2 separate regions of the Mus musculus genome follow, and region 1 is linked to region 2. The links are chromatin contacts, called in public HiChIP or PLAC-seq maps. All regions are on one chromosome and are shown on one strand. Each heading gives the region's core, a stretch centred on a gene start, on an enhancer-like site or on the middle of the called end of the contact. The rest is flanking DNA. Distances are from core to core; before and after follow the strand shown. Region 1 overlaps Rasgrp3 (RAS, guanyl releasing protein 3). Region 2 overlaps Ltbp1 (latent transforming growth factor beta binding protein 1).

What was found. HiChIP or PLAC-seq counts read pairs in DNA pulled down with a chosen protein or histone mark.
Region 1: an HNF4G HiChIP or PLAC-seq map of pancreatic cancer cells shows a contact between it and region 2. The contact joins two enhancer-like sites. A contact is called at or near these places in 1 of 115 datasets of contacts at active chromatin or transcription factors (pancreatic cancer cells) and 2 of 9 other capture datasets (adipose tissue and liver).

What each region holds. Positions count from the first base shown.
Region 1 is chr17:75,468,111-75,475,128 of GRCm38.p6, forward strand. All of the region lies in intron 1 of Rasgrp3 (RAS, guanyl releasing protein 3), which reads left to right. Among named protein-coding and RNA genes, the nearest start is that of Rasgrp3, 36 kb to the left of the region's middle. Within about 2 kb of position 2,616, at least 13 of the 459 cell types and tissues checked have an H3K27ac peak or open chromatin away from gene starts, as enhancers often do. A contact at or near this core is called in pancreatic cancer cells, where this site is marked.
Region 2 is chr17:75,304,628-75,312,149 of GRCm38.p6, forward strand. Ltbp1 (latent transforming growth factor beta binding protein 1) reads left to right here. Exons shown (of 34, transcript NM_019919.4): 20 at 5,529-5,651. Among named protein-coding and RNA genes, the nearest start is that of Rasgrp3, 130 kb to the right of the region's middle. Within about 2 kb of position 2,959, at least 44 of the 459 cell types and tissues checked have an H3K27ac peak or open chromatin away from gene starts, as enhancers often do. A contact at or near this core is called in pancreatic cancer cells, where this site is marked.

The DNA of each region.
Region 1 (7,018 bases), core at 1,366-3,865, 160 kb after region 2:
GCAACCGTGAGTGTTTCTGTACCAACACAATTAGATGCACAATGTGTGTGTGTGCCATGGCCTTCTAAACTCTCAACAGAAGGAAGGGCTCTTTTCCTCTGTGACAGTCCCATCCAGACTCCACACGAGCACTGACTGATGGTCTACTTTTTCCTCTTTGAGGAACAGTTCACAATGAAGACTTTTGTGTTGGTAAATCCAGCACTAAGCACTTGTAAATTTATCTGGAATGCACAGCACTGATGCCCTTTGTAGCTTTTTCATCATTTTTTTCCTCCTGTAACTCATTTGTTTATTTATTTATTTATTTATTTATTTACTTACTTATTTATTTACTTATTTATTTATTTATTTAAAGGATAGCTACTTTAGCCATGCTCAACACGGAATAGCTGTTTTCATACTGGAGAAACTATTTTCAGACCTGTTTATATGATTCAACTTAGAAGACCTGTTGTTCGAGTAGGTTATTTGCTTATCCATAGAAACAGCACAATCCTTCACTCTGATCCTCCCAAAGTATCACCCATTAAGTTGTCCAATATAGATACCACTAATACAGATACCACACCGTCATCCAGTTGAAAAAAATTGTTAAGTCCCGTGAGCCAAGGACCGACTCAACAGCAAGCAGCTTTTCCATGCATACTCTATGTAAATACATACACCTCTGCCCACCATTTATTGTGATAAATATGCAATAATCATCACACCTGCGCTTGCGTGATCACACTTAGGTCAGTGTAGTTCAGCATGGAAAGGGTTCCATGGCAGGGGACTGACTGGGAGTGGCGTAGGAGGAGATCTGATGGCTGCTGCGCATGCTCTTTTGCCATGAGTCTTGCCATCTTATGATTTGCTGCGCACCTAGAGACTGAGTGGTTGTCTCACTTGCCAGTTGTGAACCTGTGGTTTCTCTGGGTCATCAGTCAGGGAGAGCCTTCACAGAAAACTACTGCTTGAACATTTTTATACATTTCATCTGCCTCTCTACATCCCTTCACTTGGCTAGACATCAAAATGGTAGTGAGCAAAAGGCTGTGTATAATATATAAGGATCTGGGGAATGGGGAAATCTTTCAGGCTGACAGGAAGAACACTGAGGAGATCAGTGTTACATGGATGCCTTGAGAAAGTATAAATGTTTTTTGCAAAGTCATCATGCCCAGATTACATATTTTAGAGATTAACCTACTTATAGAAAGAAAAAGCAAAATTTAATTTTACTCACCCAATCCCCTCAAAAGTAAACCCAAATCAGTAGTAGTTCTCACTGTAGTCTTCTAAACTAGAACACTGGGGATGAGACTTGTCCCTTAGTGTCCTTATGTGATAGATTCCAGGACTCCATGAACACCATGCATGATCATGATGCCCAGATCCTTCCTGTTCAGGGGCACAGTGTTTTTGTTTGTTTGTTTGTTTGTCTGTTTGCTTGGGTGGTTTTTTTTTTTGTTTGTTTTTTTCAAGACAGGGTTTCTCTGCATAGCCCTGGCTGTTCTGGAACTCACTTTGTAGACCAGGCTGGCCTCTAACTCAGAAATCTGCCTGCCTCTGCCTCCTGAGTGCTGGGATTAAAGGCGTGCGCCACCACGCCCGGCTTGGGCACAGTGTTTTTTATATAACCTATGCTGATCTTCCTGTGTGACTTCAATCATCTGTGTCTCACTTGGAGATGTGACCTAATATTGTTATCCTATATTCTTTAAGGAATAATGAAAAGAACAAAAGGTGTTCAGTACAGATATCACTACTTTGAGAAACATACTGTACATTCATGGTTGGTTGCATTTCATAGACATAAAACCTTGAGGATATGAAGGCTCTGATCTTTGATGGAAAATGCTTTTTTTTCCCCAAGGAAATGGCATAATTTAGTGAACGCTAGCAGAGACATAAAGAATGGACTCAGAATTTTGACATCAAATGCTTGCTTGATTTCTTTGATGTTTTGCAATAGGGAATGGAATCCTAGGACACAGAGCATGTTTTGTCTGTCTTGGAAGATTGCATGCTTTACAGACACCTGTTCTCCAAAAGCTAGCCCCATGGTCCCTTATTTCCCCTTTATATCAGTTGCTCATTTATTATAGGAGTCAGCCATCATGCTGTCATGTTCTCATTACTTTATGAGACCTAAAATCTTGGGTGTTCTATTCTTTCATGTGGTCTTTGTCCCTTCAGAGTCTGTGGTATGTAAAGTCACTGTGCTTTGGTCTTTGAATTCATCTCTGGGATTGAAAAAAGAGAATGCCCGTTTACATGGGAATTCACTGGCACTAGGCACTCTCTCTCACTGCCACAATTTCAAGTAGGGGTGTGGGCATCATTCCCATTGTTTACAGAGAGGAGACTGAGAATAAGAAAATGTACGTAACTTGTCCACAGTCATGGAGGAAGTACGTGCAGGCAGAATTCTACACAGTGTAAACAATCTATTAGCCCCGAATCCCAGGAATTTCTCTGTTTATGCTGTCATCCAGGCGAAGACGGGGTTCAATTACATCATTCAAGTGCACATTTTGAATTGTCTTTTGTAGTGAAAAAGGCTGTACCTTGTCATGATCTTCTGTTAGGCATTGGTTTATGACTAGTTTGTGGTGTGCTGGCTGATGGGTATTGTTGGTGGTATTAAGTAAGTTTTATGGGCAGTTGACTTGAAGAATAAGTCCATCTTAGTCACAGACACAAAGATATTGGCTTCAGATAACATTTGTAGTGGAATTTAGTCATCATTTTCGTCACTGGTGTGGGTTGGTTGAAGTCTCAGCAATGACGGCATGATGTAACATCAGCTTTGAGAGGGCCCATTTTTTAGATATAAAAGTTATTAATATAATTAATTGATTACATTTAAAATAGTCCAGCCTGCTCTCTTGCATATATTCTCCTTGCCTAAGAAAAGCAATTCCTGGGAGTTCTGCTGGCTACAACACCCGCACATCCAGGGGGCAAGTGTGCATTCCGACGTGCTTATTCCTTTCCTCCTTGTGGTCACTTGCTCAGTGTGAGGAGTCTTAGCTCACTAGACTAATTGAGACTCTTTACTGTTGGTCAGTTCTCCAACAAGTTCATTGTTTATTGACTAGCACCATTATCAGTATGTTGGTAAGATCATAAAAACAGCTGTATGTGGCTTCTAGTAGTTGTGAGTGCAGCTATACATAGTAATAGCCAGGGAAAATATAAATGTATGCTGTTTTATAATAAATAAAACATTATAATAACCTTTGTAGTATGACTGTTTAGGGCTACTTTCTTTGAATTAAAAAAAAAAAAGTCTTGAACTGACTCATAAACTGATCCAAAAGGTATTTCCCCCTTTTTACTGGTTATTGTAATAAACAGAATTTTCGGCACCTTCCAAGAGCATACAAGAGAACATTTATAAAAGAAGGAAAGACAGTGAGATGGTTGGTGATGGTTTTACCATTATGGATTTCATTTCGGTCAGCGGAGTTCAAAGCAGTGTAAATCTTGATGCCCCTACTGTAATAGAAGGATCTTATTCATGTCTAGTTTGTGACAGGATTCAGGTTGCTGCAGCTACACTAATATCTTTTAAGCTTCTGTTTAATAGGATTGGTACTTTTATTTTCTGAAGGCTTCTTTATTTCCCAAATGTTGTCCCGTCTTTTCCCTTAATCAGCTGGCCCATAACTACCCCATAAGGTGCCATATTATTATGACATTGATTTGCTTTAAGACTATAAATACAGTCAGAGTTTTAATTAAGGATGTGTTCCTGGTACAACTGGCAGAGAACTACCCACGGGAGGAAAATAACATGGGAAATTTATATCTATTCCCAGAGCTTCCTTTTAGTTATTACTTTCTCGCCGCTTAATTTTTTTCAACCCCACAGACAAGCAACTGCATTAGAGAATGTGTAAGTGATTTTAATTGCATTTTCCCCTGTCTGGAGCATTTGTAATGTGGCAGAGAGACCAATGCAATTGGCCCAAAGGGAAATTGATGAGCTAGGAATGGAGTTAGACACAGCCATCAATCTAAGGCACAGTCAGTCTCCAAGTTAACAAACCGGCTCGGTCTCTCCTCTGCTTTGAGGACATTTTCTTTCCATTCAACAATCCAAACTGCTTTGCACTGGGCTTCCTGGGTGCCTTCTGTGCAAATTAACCTTGGAAGGCACGTGAGAGTTGTGCCTAGACATCTGTACATGAAGGTCCCTGTTGCAGAACAGTTCTAAAGACTGGAATCAAGGACCTCGAGAGAAGTATGTCCTTTCCCAGGCATACTGCAGAAGCTCTCCCTGTACCCATGAAGAATGCTCCTTCTCAGATCTCAAGCTAACAGAGCCTTCTGGGGCTCCCAAGCCCTCAAGAATTTGAAGTAGTTTTAAATTGGAGAACCAAGTACATCCATATTTGGTTCTGAGATACTCACACTGCAAGTTCGATTTGAGTGAACACTGAAATTGGCCCGGGTCTCAGTTCTGCTTTCTCAAAGTAGAAAGTATTTCATTTATGCATGGAATGCCTGCCACTCAAAAATCATATGAGTTGACAGGCTGTTTTAGAGATCATTATTTTCCTGTGGCCTGGGCAAGTGGCCAATCTGAAGGGTGGTTTTTCAGATTTCTCTGTAGCCCACTTCCCTCCCCAGCCAGTCTTGATCCAGACATGTCTCTGCCTCTGATGGTGTTTCTTTTGTTGTAAGGATTTAAACTATGCCTGCTTTAGGAATAGAAAAGAAAATAACATTTACTTTCACCTCATTCAGAAAGTAGATAGCGCTGTAGTGAGCAGAGTGCTGTAAGAGAAGAAATCAAATGAGAAGAGTTGGCTACCTTGCATTTTAAAAGGCCAGTGGGGTGAGGTTTTTTTGCTGGAAACAATGCTCATGCCTTTTTTTAACATAATGATGCTGTCTCTCATTCTACCTAGGTTTAAAATGGATGCTCTCTATGGAAAGGACATCCACTGTGCAGTGGAGACTGCTGGCCTTGTCATGCAATTGATGTTGCATCATGACCAATACATTTACCATTTCCATTAGTAGACTTTTACCAGACACAAAAGCATTCTCAGGCTCTGTGGATTCATAACTGCACCCTAACTCTCTTTTTAGTTCCTACCCGGAACACACTCATTCAGTTTTTATTACTGAACTATTCTCTCAACTGTGGTCCTCTGTGTCTCCTGCAGGGTGGTCCTGTAGAACTCAGACTCTGCCAACACTCAAATATCATTATTCTATCTCTGTTGATGACAGGTAGAAAGAATGGTGGTGACAATGGGCCTAGCAGATTCGCCAAAAGTGACAGTTTGCTGAGAGCTGTATTTAAATTTTATAAGACATGACATAATATTGGCACTGAGAAGGGTAGTCATACTCACTCACATAAAATGTCTCTGGGGACCATTATTACAGATAACTAGAAGAGCCAAATAGCATCAGGAGCAGAATCTCTTGATGTCTCACACACACACACACACATAGACACACACACATGTGTCTGAGTGTGTCTGTGTATGTATGTAATAGTTCTTCAACCTCTCTTTGTAAGCTGTAAGAACTTTGACTTAAGCTAGTGCTGGTGATATTAAGTAAGATATAAGAATTGAGAACAAATCTATCTAGCTGTCAGAATTAATGAGACACAGCATGCATAAAACGTTCTGTAACTTATCTTGTTTATTATCTCATACCAACCTTATAGAAGCAGATAAATTTAGAAATTCATGAATTTAGAAAGTTGTTTGGACCATTACTTCCTAAATTTAGAGCTTTTGTTAAATCTAAAATGCTTAAAGACTTAATACATCCAGTCTAATCTACAGATCCCTTCATGAAGAAGTCATCAAAAGGAAATTTTTAAAAATCTAAAGTGTTTTTTTTATACAAGATGATTCATTTGGTATTTTTAAACATCAAATATGGATAATGATATTGACTTCCTCTCATAGAATATTACCACCTTGTTAGTCATGCATACATTTTAAAGTATTGCAAAAAGCACATTGCAATGTGTGAATATATGCCTATCAAGAAGAGTAGTATGGCAGTCCAAGAAGTGGACACTATCATGCTGAGCCAGGGGAGGGTTCCTGGAGTTCGTGACATTTGAGCTGGAAGAAAAACAAACATGCAAGCAAGGACCACCACCACCACCACCAACGACGACAAGACATAGTTACTGAGGCTTTTTGAAAAAGTCTATTTCAAGAATCACACATAACTTGGTCGAGCTGAATAGTAAGACATGTGGTAGAGGTCAGAATGGAGAAGGGCCTGAAGAGAGGCGCTTCCAGAGGGACGGGATTCCTGTTTGCTTTTCTGAAGCACTGTGATATACTTGAGAGTTATCTGAAAGTTACAAAAGAACAGAACTTTTAATCAGATTGAAGTAGAAGGATTAGAAGTTCAAGACCAAGTTGGACAACTTTGTAAGACCTTGCCTCAAAGAGAAGACAAAACAACTACAAAACTCAAGTTTTTATTGTGGGATATTTGAATATATATAAAAGTAAACAACATGACATAATGAATTCCTATGTCTTCATCACAGAAACTTTAAGGTATTTTATTTTATTTTATTTTATTTTATTTTTCAATGTTGTTTATATCTCTACTCATACTCTTCTCTTCCCATCATTAATCTTTACTTTATCGGCTCAACGGGTAAAGTTACTTGCTGCCACCTCTGATGACCTAAATTCAGTCCCTGGGACCCACATGGTGGAAGGCAATAACTGACTCTACAAGTTTCCCTCTGAGCTCCACATATGCACTGTGGTGCACACACACACACACACACATACACACACACACACACACACACACACACACACACAGACACACACACACTCACAAGTGATGAAAAAAACAAACCCCATTACACATATATAAAAACATATGTGTGTGTATATATACACATATATACATATACACATATACAGATATACACACATGTATATATGTATATATGTGTGTATATATATGTGTATATATATATATATATATATATATATATATACCAGTATGCATATATACT
Region 2 (7,522 bases), core at 1,709-4,208:
AGGACAAAGCTGGAGTCAGCCTCTGTAAACTGCCAGCTATGGCTAAGGAGTTTTGGAAGTTCTTCTGCAACATCCTTAACCATGGCAGCCTTTCCCTGAAGAGTAGTAGTCTTCCTTAGGGAAGTGAGTGAGGTAGGAAGCCTGTGGCTGGATGAATGCAGTTAAGGATTGATTTTCTGAGGTCATCCTTGGCTGCTTGTGTAGGATGGAGAGAGTCTTGGCTCCTTTCAAGTTCTAAAAAGAAGAGTGATTCTCTGTCAGTTGTGTAGCAGGTTCTTGTCAGCAGCTTACTATTTCATAGTTTTTAAACTTCATCAGAATTGACAGGGCCTAAGCTCCTGGGATTTGCTGCACCTTCAGCACAGCTGAGATGGCCTCACCATGTTGGCACAATCAACATCTGTGTCTCATTTCTCCATGGTCCGTTTCCTGTCAAATACATTCTCCTATCTTTCCTATGAAAAATAACCCATGGAGAAGAGTTTAGGGGTCACTGCATTGAGGACACATTTGGGTGAGGGGGTGGTTAGCCTCTGCATTTATGTGACTTTATTACTGGAATATGGCACTCCTGTTTTTAGTTCAAAAGGATTACATTGCCTGGAGTCTATGTGGGTGACTAAGGAATTAATTGTGGTTGGATGGATTCAGAGAAATGATTGCCTCATATTGTTGACAGATTCATCTCCTTGAGAATACAGGAAATAATGCATGTAGATTACTGCTCTGGGACAAATTCTAGCAAGTTCCAAGGAACTGACAGGTGATGTGTAAGACTCAGATTAGTCCAAGGAGAGCATAAATGGGAGGAGAGAGCCTCCTGAGTCTCTCTGCACCTGGTAGCTCATGCCCAACAATCAGGGATTTGAGACAATATGTTCTGAAGATCTTAGAAACATTCAAAAGGCATTCCTGACTCACATGAATTACATCCCAAGGCAGTAAGAATTAGCAAGGTGGGACTGCTGGTCAGCTGGGAGACATCTTGGTGAAATTGTGGGGAATGGAAAGTTGCCAGAGGGCTGAGGGAGGTGCATGCCCTCATCTTCCCAGAAAGAGAAAAGAAGGTAGAGTGGGGGGGGGGGGGTTACCCACCACCGATCTGCATGTTAATCTTGACAAAGTGTTGTAGAATGTTTGGTTCAAACAATGATGTAGAAGGTTTTTAAAAGGAAAAAGAATGCTCTAAGAGCTAGCCAGAGTTTATTAAGGACAAGTCATTTCTGGGTAATAGAGGCCTCAAGTAACACACCCTGCTGGCCTGGTATCCCTAGTGTGAACAAAGCATTTCTCAATCTCTCAGGACTCTGCAGTTGATAAGGATCAATTTGGAACTGGTGGTAGCATAATGAGATGTCTACATAAATCTTTGAGCTGTTATAGCCAGAATTTCTGACCTTGTAAATAATTAACCTGGTAAACCTAAGGGGGAAAAAAAAACCTACATTTTCTTACTCTGAGAAATTCAGCTTAATTCACAAAATGGTAGACACTAAGTTGGTAAACCCTAACAGCTCCTGTGGAGTGTGGAACCCATTTGTCTATGGTTTTTTTTTCCTTGATAAATTTCCTATCCTGAGATAAGAAGCTAAGACTATTGGAATTCATTATGCAAATGCTTTGGAAGAATTTGGGTAATATGTATGTTCTGTATGACCATAGGCTATAGTAACATGAACTCTGAAGTCTAATATGGGAAACCAAGACATGATTACCTCCTTGTAAAAATGAGGTAATCCTGGTAGGGGAAGATGGTGGATTGGCAGAATCTATCTTGCTTCCTGTGGTATGTTGGTGGGAGACTATCCTAAGGGTTAGAAATAAGAAGTATGTTGCCTTAACCTTCTGTTGGCATCAAGACCCACACATGCTTGTCCTTGCCATAAAGGAAAGGCGAGATGCAGTCAGTTTTGTCTGTGAAGACTGTAAGGTACCTATGAGAGAGTAGGGCAGTGTTCAGTAGGCTGACTAGCTGGATGTAGGGATCTATGGGCTGGAGAAGAATCCTGGCTTCGAGATACATTATGGAGTTTGCTTTGTTCTGCGCGTTTCAGTTAAGCGTTTATGTCCTGCTGCTCTCTATCTACCTCCCCTCTTTGTAGAAATCCCTTGGGGAATTCTCTGTTGCACGTTATTCCCTCTAGAGCTTAATCTCCATGAAGGCCACGGACCTGATTGACTCTAACTGGTATGTCTACAAGAAATGGCTGGTTCCATGCAATTTTTTCTCTAATAAGTAAAGAATAGACAATTAAAAACTACTCTAGCTATTACACAGCATTCTATTTCATCATTAATCATGGTGGTAGCTTTCAAAAAAAAAAAAAAGGCAACATTGTAAGTATCCCATGCATGGCAATCCACAGTGTCTGCAATTTAAATAAAATATGGCCTTAGGAATAGACATCGCTGTTGCATTCTATGGCTCTGTAAATCACTTTTTCTGGGGCATGAGTAATTAAACAGAGAGTCCATACATTTCTGAACTTGTTAACATTTTTGAAACCAAACCAGATACTAGACACGACATTCTCTCGCTGCTGTCTGGAATTTACGTGCCCGTGTCTAGGCTCGTTCTTTTCCACTATTTACTCTGGCTCCAACTCTTGGCATCCTCTTTCAAGTTGTTTGCTCTCGGTGTTTACAAAAGTCGGTTCCCACAAGCAAAGAAAGGGTGGGGAATGAGGCGGCCTGGAAGTGCTGCTTTCTGTTGTTAGAAACTCAGATCTGTGTGCTGTAATTGGGGTTATTTTTGAAAGCAACGGTGAATTCCGTGGGCAGTGCCAGTGGCTTCTTCCTGTGCACACATGGAATTCACGGTGCGCACTCTCACAGACGGGCCTCTGCTGTGTGTTAAGTCTAACTTTATTTCTGAGTTCTCCCTTAAGAGAGAAAACAGTCTTTGTAAAGTGCAAGGAAGACAAGAGCAATCCGAGCTCTGGGTTGCCAAATGAAGACAAAGACTCCGCTGGGCAGCTGATGCTCTGCCTTGTGTTGGTGAACAGGGAAAGATGAAAAGAAAGAAGGCTTTCAAGAGCCTTAATGATTTTGATGTTTTGATTAGGCTGGAGAGATGGTTTGGAAGTTAATTGTGTGTACTGCTCTTACAGAGAAGCTAAGCTCTGCTCCTAGCTCACAATTGCCTATATTTCCAACTAGGGGATGGGGTGGGGGTGGGGAGGATGGGGGTAGGGTTGGGGGGAGCATCATCTAACCTTTGTGGGCACTTACACTCATGTGCACATGCTCTCTCTTCACATACACACACACACACAATTTAAAATAAAAATAAATACTCCGGAGGCAGAGGCAGGCGGATTTCTGAGTTCGAGGCCAGCCTGGTCTACAAAGTGAGTTCCAGGACAGCTAGAGCTGTCAGAGAAACCCTGTCTTAAAAAAACCAAAAACCAAAAATAAACAAACAAACAAATAAACTTTTAATTATTATCTATTAAGTTATTTATTTACTTTATTTCTCAATTGCAGGATTGCAGCTCCCCTCCCCCCCCCCCCACAGTCCCTCTCACTTTCCCCCCACCTCTGACTCCTCCTCCCTTTCTCAGAAGAGGGAGGGCCTCCCCTGGATATCAACCAGTCTTGCCATATCGTGTTACAACCTGGGAACTTCAAGCCCTCTATTGAGACTAGACAAGGCAGCTCAGTTAGGGGAAAGGGATCCAAAGGCAGGCAATGGAGTCAGAGACAGTCCCTGCTCCTGCTGTCAGGGTCCCACATGAAGATCCAGCTGCGTAACTATTGCACATGTGCTCAGTGCTTAGGTCAATCCCATGCATACTGTCTGGCTGGCAGATCAGTCTCTATGAGTCTCCATGGGTCCAGGTTAGTAGATTCTGTAGGTTTTTATGATATCCTTGGTGCCTCTGGCTCTGGGGGGAAAAAAGATATTTTGATTAGGTTATAGGCTAAAAATACTTAGATTAAGTTGCTGTGACAAATGGAATTTTTATCAGTTCTGAGGCTTTTCTTCTTAGATTTTCAATGCTACACCCATGTATGTTCCCACAACAACTATAAGTGACTGACCCAAGAGCATTCAAATGGTCGCAGCAGCGTTCAAAACTGGGTTTGGGTGTATATGAAAGTTCACATGTACATGTAAACATGTGTGTGCATGTATGTGGAAGTCCAAGGTTGATCCTAGGAGTCTTCATCAATCAGTCTTGATTTTATATATTGAGGCAGCATATCTCATTGAACCCAGAGCTCGGTTTTGGTAGTCTGTCTGTTTTTCAGAGAATCCCTGTCTTTCCCTCCTGAGTGCTAGGATTACAGGAGGCCACCATGCCTGCCAACATTTACATAGGTTCTGGGATTTGAAATTCTGGTCCTCAAACTCGTATGGCAAACACTTTACCAGTTGGGCTTTCTCTCCAGTCCTCTTTCTTTTTAGCAGCAATATTCTAGTAAGAACTCAATGGCTGGCTATTAAATGAAATAAGTGAAAATTTAAACAGTTACTTTCAATATAAATATGGCTAGCAAATAATTTAAAATACTCCAAACTCATCCACTCTCTTTCACTGGTTTTAACTTTGTCTATGACAGAAACGAACTAAAGGGTTTTGTTATGTTTTGTTTTGTTTTTAATTGGCTTTGGGTTCAAACTTCAGAATCACCATTTTCTTTCTTTCTTTCTTTTTAAAATTGTATTTTAGTTCATGTATGTGAGTGTTTCATGTGGGTCTAGTACCCTGTAAGGTCAAAACTGAGCATCTGGTCCTCTGGAACTAGAGTTACCAATGTTGTATGAGTTCTGGGAATTGAACCTGGGTCCTCTGGAAGAGCCAATGCTCTTAACGATTAAATCACCACCCTAGCCCCAGAATCATCAAAATCTTCTAATCCCGTGACCTTGGATGAGTTACTGAGCTTCTCTAAGTGCCAGCTCCTTCCTCTCTGAAATGCCCTCCCCCTGTTAATTTTGCTACAGTTATGGAGAATATTCAGTGCAGCTCCATAAGTGGTAGTTTCTACTTTGCAGTTTCTGTTTGTATAATCTATGGGCTATCTTCTAGCTGCCGAATTAACCTATCAAGAAGCATCCCTGGATTGGTTTTTATCATGCCAATTCACTGCCCTATAGAGGTTTGTAAGAATTCCCCCCTTCAGTTATGGCTTTGTTGGCCCTGCATCTTTCTGGGCTCTGAGTCACTAGCTTTTGTCTGAAGGGCCTCCCATCCTCCTATACCCATCAACTCCCAGAATGGTCCCCAGACCTTCTCTAAGAGAGACCTTATCCTGCAGGACATACTGTCCTAAGATCCCCATCCCCACCTGCAGCCTCGCTCACAGCAGGCCGTCCTTGCTTTTACATTTGCTTGCTCAGGTCATTCAGTCCATTCTTCAGCCATAGTGAATGAGGCCCCCGAAGCAGCACACACAGCACAACAGCCGTGGCTTCCAGCTGGGACACCTGGGAAGTTGAACAAGCTGCCTGGTCTTCTGAAGGTTGATTCATACTCTCTTTCCCTCTCCTTGTTTCTTTCCATTATGCAACATTGTGCAAGATGTGGACGAGTGCCTGCAGCCAAAGGTCTGTACGAATGGTTCCTGCACCAACCTGGAAGGGTCCTACATGTGTTCCTGCCACAGGGGCTACAGCCCCACACCAGACCATAGACACTGTCAAGGTAATGCCATGGTCACACATCCCATTGTGTTTAAACTTCCTTCATGAGCAGAACTGAGTGGTTGGCCTTAAAAATGGATCATGCTACCTGTGTTTGTTTCCGTCCCTCTCCTTGAAGCATATTTGCTCCTTACTGCAGGTAAACTTGTAGTGGATTTAGAAATATCACAGCTCTTGAATGCTGTATGTGAAATGCATAGTTTTCATCTGACTTTTGTCAGTTGTATGTTATATACATTTTACATGCCCTTGTTAACTCTCCAAACATAATACTCCAATGTATTGTCACAGTTTTTCTAACTTCTCATTAAAACTAAAAACATTTTGGCAGATCTCTTATTAAAAAAACAAAAAAACAAAACCTCTATCTAAAATTATTTATCTGTAGGCTTAGAAATATTCAATAAACTGTCCTGAATATTTTTTACTATTACTATTTATTATTAAATAAGACAATATCCATTTCTAGTTCTTAAGTGGTATTTCTTTTAATTTTTAAAAGCTTATTTTTGTGCCAGGTGTTGGGGGCACACACTTTTAATCCTAGGACTCAAGAGGTAGAGGCAGGAGGATCTCTGTGAGTTCATGTCCAGCCTGGCTTACAGAGCTAGTTCCAGAACAGCCAAGGTTACACAAAGAAATCCTGTCTCAAACAGACAAACAAACAAACAAAAAACAAAAGAAAACAAGAAACCCAACTTTGCTCAGGTAACAGACAACTGCCAATCATACTGGAGGGAAAGGGCTATATAGGGATTGCTGGTAAACACTTTCAGATGCATTTTTGTATCTTTTTTTTTTGTATATTTTTTGGCTTTTAGAGCCAAGCAACAGTTGTATGTTGATCACAGAGCGTGGATGGCTTCTCTACAGCTCTCTTAGTCACTTTAGACATTGCAGTTTAGGTCAGCAAGGGCTAGAGACTTTGGCATCTGCTCCTCTTTTCCTACCCTCAGAGGCCTGTGGTTAGGTGGCGAAGAACAATTGTACCATGTTTTTAATCATTATGAATTCTTATGGATTGCTGGCTGTCCAGCTGAACATGCTCAGACTGGGATAATACAGGTGAAGCAAGACAGAATTGTCAATTAGGACAGACCAGCACAGTAGCTGTGTTTGTTACTTTCTGCCTTGCTGGGGAAAATGCGTGGAAAATGCAGCCCAAGAGAGGAAGGGCTTATTGTGAATCAGAGATTGAGAGTACAGTCCAGCAAGAGGGGTAAGTCTTGGCGGTAGGCACTCGAGATGTCTGGTCATGCTGTATCTACAGTCAGCAGGTGGGGGATGGGAGTGGATGAATGCTGGGGATAGACTTGCTGTCTCCTTTTTATACAGTTTGGCAGCTAGGATGGACCTTTCCATTCCAATTGACCTCATCTTGCCAATCCCTCCTACATGTGCTGAGAGATTTGTCACTGAGATGGTTCTAGATCATGTCAAGTTGACAAGCAGTATACATCCTTACAGTAGACAAAGAGAACCACATGGAAAACAAACCCGTTTTTGCTAGAAATGTCCAAGGAATAGATGAAATCGTGCTTTCCTGCCATCCTCTCTCTTCTTCTACATGCACTGATGCTTGGTGGCATTTCTCTGTAATGTTACACTTGTTCTCAGTTGCTCTAACTTTCGTCAGGGCTCTTTGTTCTTCTTCCAGGGTCATTTACTTTGTAGTTGATGTTTGGCCAGTATATAAAGATGGATTTCACTGTGACATTTTCATACACTGTTGGCACACTTCACTCTTCCCTTCTGCCCCCTTTCTCTACTCTCCTTTCTCTGATTCTTTCCAGAATATTGCTCTCCACTGCTTCATGGCGCACACTCTGTCACTCTCTCTGGTTTCTCCTCTACCCCCTTTGAGATCACTGC